Regions from separate parts of the Mus musculus genome. Here region 2 is linked to region 1. Evidence: chromatin contacts called from public promoter capture Hi-C data. All regions are on one chromosome and are shown on one strand. The core of a region is the stretch at or near the end of the contact, and the rest is flanking DNA. Distances in the headings are between cores, read along the strand shown. Region 1 holds the start of Peak1os (a long non-coding RNA gene). Region 2 holds the start of Ppcdc (phosphopantothenoylcysteine decarboxylase).

Region 1 (3,761 bases), core at 364-2,863:
GTTTCCAAGCCAACAGAGCCTGAAGTCTTTCTTTAAACCAGCAGTGCCGAGTGAACTAGAAGTTCCATTATGGGCTCTGGCTCTTGGGAACTGGAGAAGTGGGAGGGAATTTCTCCTCCAGCAGTCAGCAGGGCAGTCTGTGTAAACATGCTGCCTCTTCTCAGTGGGCTACTGTAGTCATCAAAGGAAAAAAAATTAAATTAAATTTAAAAACCAGGCCTGCCACACAAAGATGGTTTCTCCTTAGAGGGGACATCGTAAGGGCATGATAACAAGGAGCTTGGCCCCTCACCTCCATACAGCCAAAGTGAAGTGACACTTCCAAGCCACTGCGGGAGGCAGAGGGGCACACTACTGAGCAGTTATACACATACTGAAGGAAAAAGTAAGTTCTCTTTGCTGGGTGAAAGTTAATGTAAACTACTTCTAGTTTCAAGGCAGCACGTTTTGTGTAACTAAAATGGCCTTTCTTCTTTGAGAGGAAAGAGTGTGAAAGCTTCAGCGTTCTACCTCCACAGTCAGATGTAGTGGGTTCCTAGAAGGACATCCGGTCTAGGCCATCCGTGAGGCATAGGTTCAGGGAGAGAACCTGCTTCAAAAGAGCAGGAGCAGTCATTGAGAACTGTTGGTGTCATCCTCTGTCCTGAAGACAGACATCCATGAATGGACCCCAACCCCGCCCCACCCCCCAAAAAGTTTCTTATCCTCGTTTCTCTTTGTCCAGAAGGAAATCAGAAAGAATATGGTGGGATTTGATGGTCTCAGAACACTTCTTGAATATATTTCATTGGCCAGCAACTTGCGATTGGCCAACTTGGCCATCTTATTCTCCAGCAGTTAGTGACCATTTGATCATCTTGTACTTCATAACCATAGAGTTGACAGTTTTCATCGGGAGTGGGGAGACTGGGAAGAGAAAGCTAAAAGTAAGTGAGCTGGCAGTGGCAGAAAAAAGAAAGCTTGACCTTTAACTGCCTCGTGACCAGCAGGATGCTCCAGACTCGTTTTCCTCGAGGAGAGTCAGCTAAAGAGTTAAGCTTTCTTTTCCATTTCCCTTCCTCCTGTACCATGTAGATGAGAACTGACCCTTCTGTCTACCTGGCATTAACTTATCCTTTCATCACATAATATAATCACAATTTTACTCCTAGTTCTTTCTAAATACCTCAGTAAATATTTTAACATGTAGCACATACTATGTGCTAAGTAAAGCAACGTGTGGTACTTACTATAGTAGTAGAGTACTATTAGGGAATATAGTAAATACCGTAAATACAGCAACTGATTTACAAAAGTCTTGAGTCTTTCCCTTTAATCAGTTAAGCATTCATTCGATTTTATTGTTACCTATTCTTCCTTTAAAAAAGAAAAACAAGCAAACATGTAGGTTTAATGACCAGGTATGAAGGTCTCAGATCCTTTCTAGTTAGCTCTGACTATCCTGGAACTTACTATATAAACCAAGCTGGCCTGGAACTCACCAAGCTATACACCTGCATCTGCCTCCCAAGTGCTGGGATTAAAGACCTGTGCCACCACACCCTGCTCTATAAATCTAAATGTTAATAGAACTTTTGAATACAAATTTGATGGACTGTCTTATTTGTTTCAGTCGTGTGACCCATGAAGTGGCAGGAGAACTTTCTCCTCGGGATCCAAGAACTCCTGCTGGGAAGCAAGATGGCACTTCAGTCACACCAACACTGCCTCCACCTGACCTGGAAAGGGAAGAAGAAAAAGATGACACTTTGGATCCTACTGACGTGAGTCCCTGCAGTGCAACCTACAGCAACCTAGGTAAGTACAAAGGTTATATAGATAGTACCTAAGCCGCGTCTTTATGTACAGTAACACCATTAGAGTTATAAATCTACATTTGTTTCAAAACATAACATTCAGGTTTTACTAGGCTTTTTTTGGGTTTTTTTGTTTGTTTGTTTGTTTGTTTGTTTTTTGTTTTTTTGGTTTTTTGAGACAGGGTTTCTCTGTGTAGCCCTGGCTGTCCTGGAACTCACTTTGTAGACCAGGCTGGCCTTGAACTCAGAAATCTGCCTGCCTCTGCCTCCTGAGTGCTGGGATTAAAGGTATACACCACCACGCCCGGTCCTAGGCTTATTTTAAATGCCTGCCCCATGAGCCCTGTGCCTTGTGCTGATGTAGACCTTGCCTTGAAGGATTCAACCTGAAGAGAAGAAGGGAGCGTGTATTCAGTATAATGTGATAAATACAATTGCGGAAACACACATGGAATATTTCCATGTTACACAAAGAAGAATGTCAAAAGAAGCCTTCCCGGAAATCATTCCTGAGCTGATTTAACTCACTGTCAAAGAGAAGAAAGAATGTTCCAGACAGAGGCAACAAGTGAACAAGAAGATGGAGATACAGAATAGCTTGGTGCCACAGCCATTGAGGTTGCTGCAATGTGGAGCATTAGATAAGATGTATTTCAGGTTAAAATCTTAGACCTTTTGTTATTTGTGATAGTGACCCATAAAAGGGCTTCGAGAAGACAGAATGACATGAATCAGAATGGGTTCACATAGGCTGTGGTGTTTGGTAGCAGGTACTGCAGGACTACATGACAGGATGAGGGGGACCTCAGTCAAGGTAGGGAGAAAGAACAGTGGACAAACTGAAGGAGTATTTCAGGGCAAAATATACACAGGATTGAATAATGTGAAGGGTGGGATTTCTGACCTGTATCAGCAGACTCGTAGTATGAGTCTTATGGTTGGAGGTGTTTGAGCAGGGGCTGACAGCCTGTGTCACAGACCTGTGATAGTGAGAACATGCAAAGAGACTAAACAGGATTGTTTCAGAAGTGTCTGCAGAGCTTCCTCAGGTCTCTACTTTCTTCACTGCAATTCCCAGTGACTTCTGGGTGATCTCCCTCCCTCGAGTATCACAGTTTCTTTCCTTCTGAAAAGGAAAACCTGGAATAGCATAAGGGGGGTTGGTGCTTATCTCCTGTGGGGAAGACGTGAGCAGCAAGGACTGCTTGAGGATCATGTGCCCGCCAGATTCTCATGAACCACTGACCCCTGTTTAGGAACCACTGATCCTGTGTAGAAACTGCTGGAGTATGTTTCTGAAGGACCTAGTTTCTCATCTCCTTGTTTTGTCTTTTTCCTCCATCATGTTATTTTAAGGAAAAGTGCTATCAGAATCAGCTAGTATGCTTAAAAATTGAAAATAACAGGTCTCTTAACTTATAAGTCCAAAAGATTGAAGCCATAGGAGAACTACTCTAATGTCTGAGAGACTCAGTCAGAACAACCCTCAAGGACTTGAAATTATGTTCCACAAGAAAAGATTTCTAACTGCAGTTCCAGTAAACTTTATAGTTGAATGGTTTATTGGACTTTTCTCATCCCTTTATATTTTTAGAAGTACATTGTAAGATGAAGTTTTTACTTACTTCATGCCCTAAAATAGCATATCAGGAATTATATGAGTAGATATCTTTGCTATGCGAAAATTTCTTTTATAACAGCCTCGGTAACACTTATCACAATTGTTGGGAATACCATACAGCAACTCTTCCTAAAATTTCTATTTGCTACTGGGTGTGACATCTTACATCTGGAATCCCAGCCCTTGGGAGCCTAAGCCAGGAACCTAACTGTGATCTTTAGATTACCCTCTGCTTCATAAAAAGTTTCCTCCCCCGCCAAAAATAAAAAATAGAGAGAGAGAGAGAGAGAGAGAGAGAGAGAGAGAGAGAAAGTGAGCACAGTGGCACGTGCCTTGATCCTGGC
Region 2 (3,765 bases), core at 668-3,167, 1.2 Mb before region 1:
TGGACCCTAAGACTTGGTTTCAGGCCACCTTGAGCTTTGATTTTTCAGCTTCTTCCTTGTAAGAGAATCCAAGAGTGTCTGGAAAGTTCCTTTCCTGTTGACTCCCTAGGCTTAGTTGATTCTCTCCCCTACTGTTTTCTCTATGGAGAGCAGTTGTCATAGCTCCTGCTACCCTGAGAGATTCTAGGGCTAGGCTCTTCCTCCTCTTCCCTTCTCCCAGCTCCCTTTCTCTTAGTCCTCTGTTACTTCCAGGAAAGCTGTGATCCAGCTGCCAGCCTAGCATCCACAGCTGTTGGGTGTTACCCCCAGTCAACTTCCTGTCCTATCGGCCTCTCCTCTTTCCTGGCTCACACCTATTGGCCATGCCTGGCACTGCCCTTGGGAAAGCCTGTCACCAGTGTCTGGCCCAGCTGCTCAGGCACTGGGATGCTGCATCTTCAGGCAACTATGCACTTTGATGAGGAGAGAGTGAGAGAGATGGGGCCGGGCACAGATGGTTTGCTTGAGGGGTGGGAGGGCCTGGTGGATGCTGGGAGTCCTCCTGTCTGTCGCCAGCCAGTGACCTGCTTTTGCATTCTCCTGGTGCCCACTGCCCCTTGTTTCTGAGAGACACAAACTATCCCCTCATTGGCAGTTGACCTGCCCGAGCCAGTGTCTATCTGTGTAACTGGATGAATATAATAAAGGGATCATTTGACCCTGTATGTCCCTCTGTGTTACTTGTCTCCATGTGGGTCTCAATGAAGCCTTGATGTGGGATGTGAAGCAGGGTTGTGGAATTGAGTTGAGTGGATCTGTGATGCCAAAAACCATGTATTTTGTGATCCTTCCTCTGAAGCAGCCCTGAGTAGGCCATGAAGTAGTTGCCACAACTACCAGTTAGGAAATAGGAGTGGCCTGTAACACTGAGTGAGGCGCATGGCCTGACTGTGTCTGTGACTTAGGGTTTCCATTGCTGTGAAGAGACACCACGACCAAGGCAACTGTTATAAAAGGATAACATTTAACTGAGACTGGCTTGCAAGTTCAGAGGCTCAGTCCAGTATTGTCAAGGCGGGAAGTATGGCAGCATCCAAGCAGTCATGGTGCTACAGAAGCTGAGAGTTCTATAACTTATTCCAAAGGCAGTCAAGAGAAGACTGGCCTCAGGTGGCTAGGAAGATATATTTGCCCACCCCCACAGTGACACACTTCCTCCAACAAGGCCACACCCACTCCAACAAGGCCATACTTCCTAATTGTTCCTAATTCCCTGGGCTAAGCATATTCAAACCACCATAGCCCTTAGTGTTAGGACTAGAAGACTGGCCTTCCTTAGCTCCCATGGTGGGTCTCTTGAAGCTGATTGAGTGGGCTCAATGAACATGTAAGTTCTTGAAATTTCTGATTGCTGCAGGGTAATGACTACAACGATTCGAATGTGCCTAGGCTTTGCCAAAGATGTGCTCTCTAAGAATGTTGTCTAGATCCTCTGTGATGGTCATCTCTCAAGATTCCTCTCAAGTAGCAATGGGCACGGTAGCACACCCCTTTGATCCCAGCACTTATGAGGCAGAAGCTGGCAGAGTTCTAAGTTTCAGACATGCCAGTTATTGAAAGAGAGAGAGAAAGGAAAGAAAGAAAGAAAGAAAGAGAGAAAGAAAAGAAAAAGAAAGAAAAGGAAGGAAAGAAAAAGAAAAAGAAAGAAGGAAAGAAAGAGAAAGAGGGAGAGAGAGAGAAAGAAAGAAAGAAAAAAAAGAAAAAAAGAAAAAGATTGCTCAAAGTGAGCCTTTCAATGTCGCGGCTCCCCTGCCTAATGTGGCTTTAGCCTTGCACAGGGAGCCCCAATGACTACAACTCCCAGAAGCCACAGAAATAGACCACGACTCCCAGAAGGCCATGCGATCACTCGCTTTCTCTGGAGTCATTTAGAGCCGGAAAGGCGCCTAGATACCGCGATACTTGCGGGTATCCTGGAGCTGGTGAGCAGTGGAAGGGGCGGGAAAGCTGTGTCGGTGGTGCCGCCGGGTGGGGCGGTGGGAGAAGCTCCTCTGGTCGCTGTGGGTCCGCGTGAAGGTCCATGTGTAATGTGTCAGATGTGGGGCTATAGGTGTGACTCCAGTCTCAGAATTGGGGGCTATGCAGCTGCACCGGTGCCCGCAGATATCATGCTCTATCCTTAGTTTAAAAGACACCCACACTTGACGCTTACCTTTGAAAAACTGCAGCATAAGGTGCCCCCCTCCCAAAGATTTAGGACCGCCCCGAAATACAAACTTTTTTTTTTTTTTTTAAATTACGTTTATTTTGTAAGAGGGGTGGCTGTCACAGCGTGCGTGTTGAGGTCATAGGACGACCTGCAGGACTCAGTTCTACCCTGTAAGTCCCGCCCTCATTCAGGGCCTCAGACTTGTCTGCAAGCTACCTTGCTGAGCCAACGTGCCTCAAATTGTATTTTATAATCATAAACGAGAGAAAGGAGAACGCTGGCAGTATTTAGATGCTTAAACCCTAAACTTGCCGAGTGGCATTTCAAATTAGAGTTAGAGCAGTTTTTGTCAGAAAAAAAAATGTCACCGTCACCGACGTTTGGAATATTGGAAGCCAGAACTAGATAGTGGGCAGGAGAGATTCCCAGCTGCAGGAAGTGATGCGTGTTTGGGAGCTGGGGTCTTCTGCTTCTTTCTAGCAGCTGGGAACCAGCAAGGCTGTGATGTATCTTCCTGACACGTGTCCTCAAGAGGTGTACAGATGAAACTGCAGTAACTTTAGAGGCAAACATGCCTACTTCCGGTTTGAGACATCCATTGGAAAGCCAAACATTTTGGCTGCAACCAGCATTCCTTAGGTGCAGTGTGGTCACACTTTCTTGGCTACAGTCTTGCCCGTATCCTGTGGTCACATTTTCTTGGCTACATTCTTGCCCATTCTATTACTGGTAGGTATACATGGAAATTTTATACTTTGTCCTTGATTAAACTGAGAGAATTATAGTCTCACACAGAGGCCTCTTTCTCTGCTGTGTATGTGTTCTCTCTGTGTCTCTCTTAAATTTCTCTCTCCCTTCCCCTCCATTCTCCCCCTCGTTTTTTTCTCTTTCCCTCCCTCTCCTCCCTCCCTCTCCCTCTCAGGGTCTCACTGTGTAGCCCTAGCTACAGGACTTAGTATGTTCGAATCTCAACTCCTAGAAATCTGTTTGTTTCTGCATTCCAAGTGCTGGGATTAAAGGCATGTGCCACCAAACCCTACTTTTTCTTGAAATATACATAAGACTAAGTGTAAGTTCTGTGGTTATAATAAAGGTCAAGTAAAAATATGAAAAAAAATTGTTCCCTGCATATGCAGCTTAGAATATAAGACTGGTCTAGGTAGCCAGCGCATCAAGTGTATCCCTTGTATGTGTACCTCAGTCTATGAGGGTGGGAAGAAAAATTAATCTGAAGTCCAAGGATGGCCAAGAGTGACTCAAGCTCGACTCTGGAGGTTGAAAGGGAACATTGCACCATGTGATAAAATAAGCTTGTTTTTTGTTTTTTTCTTGGGAGGGTCAGTAGTGGTGGGAGAGAATCAGATATTATAATGTTCAGATATTATAATGCTGGACACTTCTGGACCAGCATGATAGGTCAGGGAATGCAAACATGTACAGCCTTATCTTGGTCTGAACCAGTGGGCTCTGTGGTTAAGATGGAGGGTGGTCTACCATCTTAACTGTCTGCCAGAGCTAAAGGAAGTGTGCAGGAAAATCCGTGCTCTGAAGCATCAGAAGGGGCGTTGTTAACCAGC

What was found. Promoter capture Hi-C pulls out the DNA fragments that hold promoters and counts their contacts.
Region 2: a promoter capture Hi-C map of hippocampal neurons shows a contact between it and region 1, with 4 times the contacts expected there. The contact joins the promoter of Ppcdc here to the promoter of Peak1os in region 1.

Annotation. Positions count from the first base shown.
Region 1 is chr9:56,239,196-56,242,956 of GRCm38.p6, reverse strand. Peak1os (a long non-coding RNA gene) reads right to left here and starts at 1,613. Exons shown (of 6, transcript XR_003948326.1): 1 at 1-1,613. Peak1 (pseudopodium-enriched atypical kinase 1) reads left to right here. Exons shown (of 7, transcript NM_172924.3): 5 at 1,613-1,797.
Region 2 is chr9:57,438,266-57,442,030 of GRCm38.p6, reverse strand. Ppcdc (phosphopantothenoylcysteine decarboxylase) reads left to right here and starts at 1,917. Exons shown (of 7, transcript NM_176831.5): 1 at 1,917-1,961. It overlaps Scamp5 (secretory carrier membrane protein 5), which reads left to right. Exons shown (of 7, transcript NM_020270.3): 7 at 1-704.